3 separate regions of the Mus musculus genome follow, and regions 1 and 3 are each linked to region 2. The links are chromatin contacts, called in public HiChIP or PLAC-seq maps. All regions are on one chromosome and are shown on one strand. The core of a region is the stretch at or near the end of the contact, and the rest is flanking DNA. Distances in the headings are between cores, read along the strand shown. Region 1 overlaps Ext1 (exostosin glycosyltransferase 1). Region 2 has its middle 31 kb from the start of Med30. Region 3 has its middle 69 kb from the start of Gm41323.

The links. HiChIP or PLAC-seq counts read pairs in DNA pulled down with a chosen protein or histone mark.
Region 1: a contact with region 2 is called in a CTCF HiChIP or PLAC-seq map of the NIH/3T3 cell line, with 6 read pairs. The contact joins two enhancer-like sites. A contact is called at or near these places in 1 of 15 datasets of contacts at CTCF or cohesin (the NIH/3T3 cell line), 2 of 484 Hi-C or Micro-C datasets (cerebral cortex and cortical neurons) and 1 of 115 datasets of contacts at active chromatin or transcription factors (embryonic fibroblasts).
Region 3: a contact with region 2 is called in a CTCF HiChIP or PLAC-seq map of the NIH/3T3 cell line, with 6 read pairs. The contact joins two enhancer-like sites. A contact is called at or near these places in 1 of 15 datasets of contacts at CTCF or cohesin (the NIH/3T3 cell line) and 1 of 484 Hi-C or Micro-C datasets (cortical neurons).

The regions. Positions count from the first base shown.
Region 1 is chr15:53,111,420-53,114,366 of GRCm38.p6, reverse strand. All of the region lies in intron 1 of Ext1 (exostosin glycosyltransferase 1), which reads left to right. Among named protein-coding and RNA genes, the nearest start is that of Gm41323, 180 kb to the right of the region's middle. Within about 2 kb of position 1,461, at least 114 of the 459 cell types and tissues checked have an H3K27ac peak or open chromatin away from gene starts, as enhancers often do. A contact at or near this core is called in the NIH/3T3 cell line and embryonic fibroblasts, where this site is marked.
Region 2 is chr15:52,680,159-52,683,189 of GRCm38.p6, reverse strand. No RefSeq gene overlaps it. Among named protein-coding and RNA genes, the nearest start is that of Med30, 31 kb to the left of the region's middle. Within about 2 kb of position 1,664, at least 9 of the 459 cell types and tissues checked have an H3K27ac peak or open chromatin away from gene starts, as enhancers often do. A contact at or near this core is called in the NIH/3T3 cell line and embryonic fibroblasts, where this site is marked.
Region 3 is chr15:53,000,733-53,003,735 of GRCm38.p6, reverse strand. No RefSeq gene overlaps it. Among named protein-coding and RNA genes, the nearest start is that of Gm41323, 69 kb to the right of the region's middle. Within about 2 kb of position 1,600, at least 31 of the 459 cell types and tissues checked have an H3K27ac peak or open chromatin away from gene starts, as enhancers often do. A contact at or near this core is called in the NIH/3T3 cell line, where this site is marked.

The DNA of each region.
Region 1 (2,947 bases), core at 212-2,711, 430 kb before region 2:
CACACACGCACTCACACACTCATCCAAGAACAGAGATGCACTAGTCTGTATTTCCTTTTCCTCATCACAGGGCACTCTGGAACTTCAGCCACCCCAAGTATTAGCTTTCTGATTTTTTTTCATAAGAGATGTGACTCAAATCTGGGTATAAACAGAGAAGAATCATTACTTAGAAGGGACGGGGCTGGCAGAAAAAGAGCAGCTGTGATGTTCACCCAGTTCATAAGTAAATACTCGAGACAAACTATCACCTCAGGCAGCCTGGAATTGTGTGAGTCTGAAGATTAGAGGCTCATTGCTGGCTTCTTGCCTGTCCACTGTGGCTAGCGAAAAAGCAGGATCATTTGGCCAACGTGCTTGTGAGAGAGGATCTGTGGGAACCCTGGGAAGACAGCAAGCCACAGCAGCGGCTTCCTTCCTTGTACAGCTTCTGATGAGGAGAAAGCTTTTAAACTACACACTGCTGCTGTGTGGGGAGCTGCGGCTTCTGCTTTCATTTTCTTTTAACGGGTCTGCTCCTCGTTTGTCTCTTGGCTGTCTTTGCAAAACTGTTTTTTTGTTTTTTTCATTGTTGGTAGTTTTTAAAAAATGTTTATTCCATTCCTTCTGATATAATTTGCCATAATAACCTGCAATTGCATACTACTTTCCTGATTATACTGCATGTACATAATTTCATTTGAGCTTCACAGCTTTGAGACTGACAGAAGCTAAGAGATGTGCATGGGGGTCTCGCAGGAGAGCCACACTCCAGATTCTTCAGCCCAGGTCTCCTCATTGACAGCTGCCTGTGTTTCTGATAATCTGCTGGCTCCCTTCAGCTGAAGTGATTACAGCTATCTTTTGCAGAAATGCTCATAAGGTGCTGTACTTTAATTAAAATGTATCGTTTGGAAGCCGGGCGTGGTGGTGCACACCTTTAATCCCAGTACTCGGGAGACAGAGGCAGGCGGATTTCTGAGTTCAAGGCCAGCCTGGTCTACAAAGTGAGTTCCAGGACAGCCAGGGCTACACAGAGAAACCCTGTCTAGGGAGAAAAGAAATTAAAAAGAAAAAGAAAAGAATGTATCATTTGGTCAGGTCAGTAGAAGGATCAACCCCTTTGGATGAACCAGGAAACTAAGCCCAGACAAATTAGTATTTCCCAAGATTGCCCAGTTTGTGGATGGTAAGCATAGACTGTGAACCCAGGTTTGGCTGCTTGACCACTGAGCTCTTGTTTACTAAGTTTTTAGCTACCAGTTCCCTGCTGCACAAAATGTACTGGGCATTACAATGGACTCACATAGAATCCAAGGCTCTTTCCCAAGAGTTCTGGATTCAGCAGGCCTGGGTGATCCTGAGATCTGTGCAGTTCCCTGGTACCACAGGTGATACAAGTGGCAGGGACAACACTTGGTGGAATGGTATGAACCACTCTGTCTCCCTTGCCTAGTCACACTGACTCACTATTAGTGAGTCATCTTATGTGGTGAGGGAAGACTTCAAATAACATTCCATAGCATATCTGAAATGGGGTTATATTCTGTACCTTATTCAGTACAACTCTAGGAAGAAAACTATTATACCTATTGCATGGTACTGGCTTCCAGGTTAAAGTCAGGGTCATGTCGTTTTTATTGCACATTTTCTGTGGAGCCACTTAGAAAGGCTCTTCTATCTCCTGCATCATTACCTCTGGAGTGTGGACTGTAATGCCACAAAGGGGAGACAACTGGTTTACCAGCTGAAGCTGCAAATTCTCTGAAAGCAGTTGATACCTCTCCTGTCTCACTGTGTGTGTGTGTGTGTGTGTGTGTGTGTGTGTGTTTTAAGTTGTATGTGATTATAGCATGTCTTACATCTCCTGACTTAATAAGATGAACTGGTCTACTTTAGAAGATTGTCTCCCCACTTGACCTATAAAGTCTGTCTCCCCCACCTCTAACCAATGGTAGCGACTACTCCGTTCTCCGGCCCCGTCGTTATATGCTGTCACAAGTGTTATGAAAATGGAGCAATGTAGTGTGTACCCTTTAGAGGGTGGCTTTGGACTCGGCATTAGCATCCTCGAGGTCCTTGTGTACTTAAGTAGTTTGATCCGTGTTCTTTTACTTCATTATGTTTTATTCATCTGAGAAGTGATCTAGGCTATGTGTATACCACAATCTTGCCTCATTCATACTTGGAAGGGTATCCAGTGTATACATTTGTGGACAGTTCTCCTATGTAAAAATGCCTTCATTTCTCTGGGATAAATGCCTAAGTACAGTGCTGGGTCATATGAAAAGTCCATTTTTAGTTTGAGAAGGAACTGCCAGATTGTCCCCAAAACAGCCTTACCATTTTCCTCTCATTGTAGCCCCCAAGGAAGAGCTCTTGTTTTTCTTGTTTTCCATGTTTCTATCTGTGCTTGTTCTCATGTGTCCTCTTAGATCATACACTGTCCTGCAGGGAGCAAGTGGCACCTCCTTGTGTTTTGGGTTGATTTCCGTTCCTTCAATGACTAACGATACTCAGTATCTTCCTGTGTTCTTCTTGGTGCTTTATTCATTTTCTTTGGGAAAAATATCAGTTCAAATTGTTAGCCCATGTTTACATTGGATTCTCTTATTGTTGTATCAGAAGTGTTTTTTCCATAGTCTAGACCAGTGTTTCTCAACCTGTGGGCCTCAAACCCTTCGGAGGTCACATATAATATACTTGCATTATAATTTACAACAGTAGCAAAATTACAGTTATGAAGTAGCAATGAAATAACTTTATGTTTAGGGTCACCACAACATAAGGAACTATATTAAAGGGTCACAGACTTCGGAAAGTAGAGGGCCATGGTTTTAGACAAAGTTTCTTAGGAGATGGATGATTTGAAAGTATTTCTGCTTCAGGAGATTGTCTTTTTCCCTTCCAGGAAGGAGCTTCTAGAGTTGAGTTCTCATAGGCAGAGATAGAAACCTGTATAATGAGA
Region 2 (3,031 bases), core at 415-2,914:
CAAAAAAAAACCTCATAGGTCTGATAAACACTTAAGCAAAGTAGCACCATATAAAACTAAATGCCCAAATCAGTATATTTGCTACATAAAAGTAATCAGCAATGGACTTTCTATGAAAGAAATCAAGAAAAATGCCCCTAATAAAACAAGTTTTTAGTAAAAAATAAAAATACCCCCAGTAGTTTAATAATGCTGAGGTCTAACCATAACCAAAAGGTGACAGATTTCTGTATAGAAAACATTGAAAGACTGAATAAATAAATTTAAAAGGATGCTGAAAGATGAGGCTTCCCATCCTCATGGATTGAAATTAATACCATAAAAGTGACTATATCTAAAAAAGAAAATATACAGGCTCATTGTAATTCCCATATAAATGCTAATGACATTTTCAAAGAAAGAAAGAAACAGAAACTCTAAAAAATCATATGTCAGTAATATATCAACCATACTCTTGGATAGACCTCATGAGTACTTGGCTAACAGAAAACAGACTCCATTGTTTTTGTGTGCTTTTGTTTTGTTTTTCTCATTATTTTGTTTGTTTGCTTGTTTTGTTTCGTTGTGTGTATGTTGTTTTTTTTTTTTCCCCAAGAGAAAAAAAAAAATGAAGTCAGGCGGATATGGAGGGTAAGCATTTGGGAGAAATTGGGAAAAGAGCAAGAATATAATTGAAATATATTGTATGAAAAAAATAAAAATAAAGATAATTTTAAAAAATGGTCAGTAAAGCTAGGGAAAAAGAGCAGTGTTGAAATTTCACAAATCCTAATGTTACCCTCCAGTGCAGTAGCACAATAGCAAACCCTTTCCAGTTCTGCCACAACACAGGCAAAATAGAAAGAATGGACAGAACAGGCTAGAACAAAACGAAATAGAAAAGAGGGCATAAACATAACTCCACATGGCTGAATGTTAACACAGTTGCCAAAAATATACATTAGAAAAGAGACACCCTCTTCAACAAATGGTGATTAAGAAACTGGATATCGAATAATGAAACTGCATCTCTGTCTCTCATGTTTTACTAACTTCATTTCAAAATGAATCCAAGGACTTAATTAAAAAAAAAAAAAGCCCAAAACCGGAAGTATGTGCCTTTTAAAGGGAAAAAATCTCTTCAACATAATTGTTTAAGCCAGGATTTCCTTAAAAGGCCTCCACTGTCTTAAGAACTAATTGGAAAATCATAGACAAATGGATCTCTATGAAATTTGAAAGTCTTAGAAGAACAAAGAGCAAGTATGAGAATGGAGAGACCACCGAGTATGTGAAAAATCAACCATACATCTGACAGAAGAGCAATATCTATAAAGAATTAAAAAAATAATCACTAGAATAAAAGAATTTTACCCAATCAATAAATCTTCAATTTAATTTAATATACAACTCTCAAGAGAATTGCTTGAAACCCAAAACTCAATTTCATTCAAATCAGAATGGCTACCATTTAGAACACAAAACAGCAACTGCTGGCAAGGATGAGAGACTAGAAATGGAACCCCTATACACTGCACATGGGAATGTAAACTTGTATAACTGTGGTAGAAATTGGTCTGGTCTCCTCAGAACAAACAAAATAAAACTCAAAGTGAAATTACAGTACAATCTATCTATGCCACATTTGGTATGTGTGGTGATTTTGAATATGAATAATCCCAGTGGGCTCATATTTGAATGCTGAGTCATCAGGCAGTGAATAGGAGCCTTGTTGGAGAAAGTGTATCATTGGAAATAGATATTGAGGTTTCAAAAACCAGAGCCAGGTCCAGTGGCTCTCTCTTCCTGCTGTCTGTGGATCTGAATGTAGATCTCCCAGTGATTATCCAGGACTATGTCTGCCTGTGTGCCACCATGTTCTCTACCATGATGATAGTGGACTGAACATCGGAAACTGTAATCCAGACCCACCTAAATGCTTTCTCTTATAAGATTTGCTTTGGTCATAGAGTCTCTTCACAGAAATAGAACATTAAGGCAGTTTGTATCCAAGGGAATTTATTCAGTATACTAAATAAGGCTTGCACAGCCATGCTCAGTGCACCACTATTTACAAAAGCCAAGATATAGCATCAACCAAGATGTCAATCAATAGATGAATATACAAAGAAACTGAGATATCTATCTATATATCTATTTATCTATCTATCTACCTATCTATCATCTATCTATAATCTATCTACCATCTACCTATCTGTTGATACATCATCTCTGCTTATGTGAGATGAAAGCAAAAAGAGGACTATTCAGAGGAGAGGGACTGGTAGGCATCAAAGTAGGGGCACAAGGGAGTGAATGTGAGCAATATATAATGATACACACACTTGGAAATGTCATGTTAATCCTACTATGTTACATGCTGATCAAAAGTATAATAAAAAGAAGAAACAAAAAGGATTTCTCAGTAAGCACAAAGGGTGTGGTTAGCTGACAGTCTTTAATAGTCTTCATTATGAGGTATATCACCTCTTGTCTTAGTGCTGTGAACAGGCACTATGACCAAGGCAGATCTTATAAGGACAACATTTAATTGGGACTTGCTTACAGGTTCAGAGGTTCAGTCCATTATCATCAAGGTGGGAACATGGCAGCATCCAGGTAGTCATAGTCAAGAGGGAGCTTAGAGGTCTACATCTTCATATGAAGGCTGCTAAAAGAATACTAACTTCCAGGCAGCTAGGATGAGAGTCTTATAACCCACACCCACAGTGACACACTTACTCCAATAGGGTCACACCTTCTAATTGTGCCACTCCTTGGGCCAAGCATATACAAACCAGCACACCTCTTTAATAAAGTTTACATAGTTTTCAGACAATCTCCTGACCGATATCTATGTATGGTGTTGGCATAGTCTGTCCATATTCATTATCACAACACTCCTTAAATGAGTGATCTTTGCTCCAGATATGGACATTGGACTGAAAATTTTGCAAGCATCTCTTTCTTAGTCTAGTGGGTCCCCTGATTGCAACTAGTTTATTCCTTCAGCAATAGTCACTTTTCAAGAAACTTCTTGAAAAACCCATAA
Region 3 (3,003 bases), core at 351-2,850, 320 kb before region 2:
CCAACAGAGGAGCTAGAGAAAGGACCCAAGGAGCTGAAGGGGTTTGCAGCCCCATAGGAGGAACAACAATATGAACTAACCAGTACCCCCAGAACTCCCAGGGACTAAACCACCAACCAAAAAGTACACATGGAGGGACCCAGGGCTCCAGCTGCATATGTAATTGAGGAAGGCCTTGTCTGACACCAATGGGAGGAGAGGCTCTTGGTCCTGTGAAGGCTCGATGCCCCAGTATATGGGAATGCCAGAATAGGGAGGCGGGAGTGGGTGAACAGGGGGAGGAGTGATGGGATATGGGGCTTTCAGAGGGGAAATCAAGAAAGGGGATAACATATGAAATGTAAATAAAGAAAATATCTAGTAAAAAAAAGAGGCAAAATAATGATACTAAAAAAAAAAAAGTCCTAGTTGCTGTCCACTCAAGGGTGGAGACCATGATTGGATGTATAGGAAATGTTATGGCATACTTGTAAGTGTTAAGTGTGCAGAGAAGCACAAGTTAGGTGTTTCTTTGATAGAAAATCAATCTATAGGGGAAAAGAAGACTCTTTTGTGTTTAATTTTACTAAAGCTCTGTGGTGCTCCATTTAATAAATCTGGGACCCACAAGAAATCAATCACCAGATGAGACGATGTTCACACTAAACTTTCTCTGTATCAGGCAGAGGATGTCCTGTTTGTGTAAGAGAAGAGGAGGTGGTCTCTTCCATCTTTTGGAGTAATCCTGGAGTAGATTATCATGTGTAAACTATCTGGGAGACAAGCTACACTGAATATTGTTACGTCCACTAAACATTAAAGCATCCACATGGCCAGTGAAGGGCCAAAAATTGTTCAACTTATGATAATTATTGAACACATCTATAGTATTGGGTATTACTCAGATTGTCTTGCTTAAAAAGCCATTTTATCTGCTCAATTCAAGAAAATAGGTGCTGTTATGGATATCATTTTATTGCTGAGAAAACTAAGGTTACATAAACTAAAATAACTTTCCTAGGATCACTTTGTTGATAAATGGTGTTTGTTATCATTAGGGTTTACTGCTATGGACAAATACCATGCCCAAGGCAACTCTTTTAAAGACAATATATAATTGGGGCTGGCTTACAGGTTCAGAGGTTCAGTCCATTATCATCAAGGCAGAAGCATAGCAGTATCTAGGCAGATATGGTGCAAGAGGAGCTGAAAGTTCTACATCTTTGTCTGAAAGCTACTAGAAGACTGGCTTCCAGGCAGCTAGGACTAGGGTATTAAAGCCCATGTCCCCAGTTACACACCTATTCCAACAATGCCATACCTCATAATAGTGGCACTCCTGGCCCAAGAATATACAAACCATCATAATGGTATTAGGATTTAGATTCAGGATGTTTGTCTTCAGAGCCAGCTCTCTTGTTAGATGCTCGGAAAATTCTCATGTTCAAGGCTAATATAAGAAGCAAGACTAGATCATTTACAAGAAGGAAGATTGAGAAATATTAAAAGAGAAAAACAGCTCAGGGAGCAAGAAATGATATAAATTAGAGCAAATGAATCATGACTGTGGCATGAATGATGCAACATATTGGAATACAGTTCTCTCTTTGAAGGCAAATGATGTGAAGTTTGTTTAAGGAGGTTGGTTCTAATAGCTTAAAGTTGATGTCTGGGGCTGGACGGTATCTGACGTCATATAATTTACTGTCTAGCTGAGAAGAGAAGAATTATATTTGGATAACATTAGTAAATTATACAGGAGAGCAAATACATCACGGCAACTGAATGAGTACTATGGGTTAGACAGAGATCACATGAGAGGTCTTTTTCTCTGTGGTCATCATTTTGGGTTCACAGAGTCTGGCAAACTGAGAATTGCTTCCTCCAGAGTCAGAAGTTCTGAGTGCCAGGGAATAGCTGTCTCTGTGGTCTACAGTATTATATTTATGAATAATACTTTGAGAAGGCCTGTAGAGCATCTCTGGCTTGTCAAGATGAGGCAAACACAGCGATCCTGCTCTGGGGCCTCCACAGCCTGTTTGTACTGTTACCTGATGCTGGCAGTGGGGCTCTTCTTGATGGCCTCCTGTGAGAAGACTTGATTCCCTACTGTATTTGGCTGTGACAGCGGTCCTGTGGGTGGCTCCAGTATTAAGTTTGGAACAGAGGAAGTGTTGCAACACAAGCCAAGAATTGAATTTTATTTTTACAAGCTGCTTTTTATGGAATTGAATCTCTGTGACCCTCCCTGGTTACAAGAGGCTCACATTGGTGTAAGGGGCGGCTTGCATATCCTTCAATGGCAGGTAGATATTCTAACTATCCTCATGAGAGAGCACTTCCTTTGGGGAGCATCTTTAAATCTCGTGAATGATTTATTTTGGCATCTTTCCCCGCCACTATGTTTTAGCAGCACAGTCAGCTTTATGGGACAGGTAGATTGCTTTGCTTTAGAAGGAAGAGGTCTATCTCATTACTGCACATTCCAGTGTCCTTCTTCTCCATGAGAACCCAGGCTATGGCAGTTCAAATATAAATATGAGAAGTGGGGCTGATGGAGCAAATGAGGACTATCCCAAGCTTTCCTTGTGTCCGTGAGTAAAGGATTTGTTCACCTTCTGTTTCAGAATCTCCTTGGTAACTTAACCCAAAATCAAAACACCCTTCAGAAGATCCTGGCAAAGGAAATTATGCACTCATTAGCTTATAAAACAAAGTGGAAATGAAGAGGAAAGGGCAGAAGTCCCAGCCTCACTCTAACTCCTGACTCGACTCCCGTGGCTGGCTTTTGTTACTGGTGCTTTGATTTGGAGAAGTTATGTGCACTGGTGATTGAGAAATCAAGGAGAGACCATTTCAGGAGTTCTCAGGCTACATGACTTACTGTGAGTGAATAGACATGTGATATCTGTTTCCACCAACTGTAGCATGGAGCACCTGATCCAGCTCCAGGAAGGCTAAAGGCAAGGTCAATGTATGAATGCTGGTGACAGATGAGGGGATTATAACATAGCATCGTTGCTG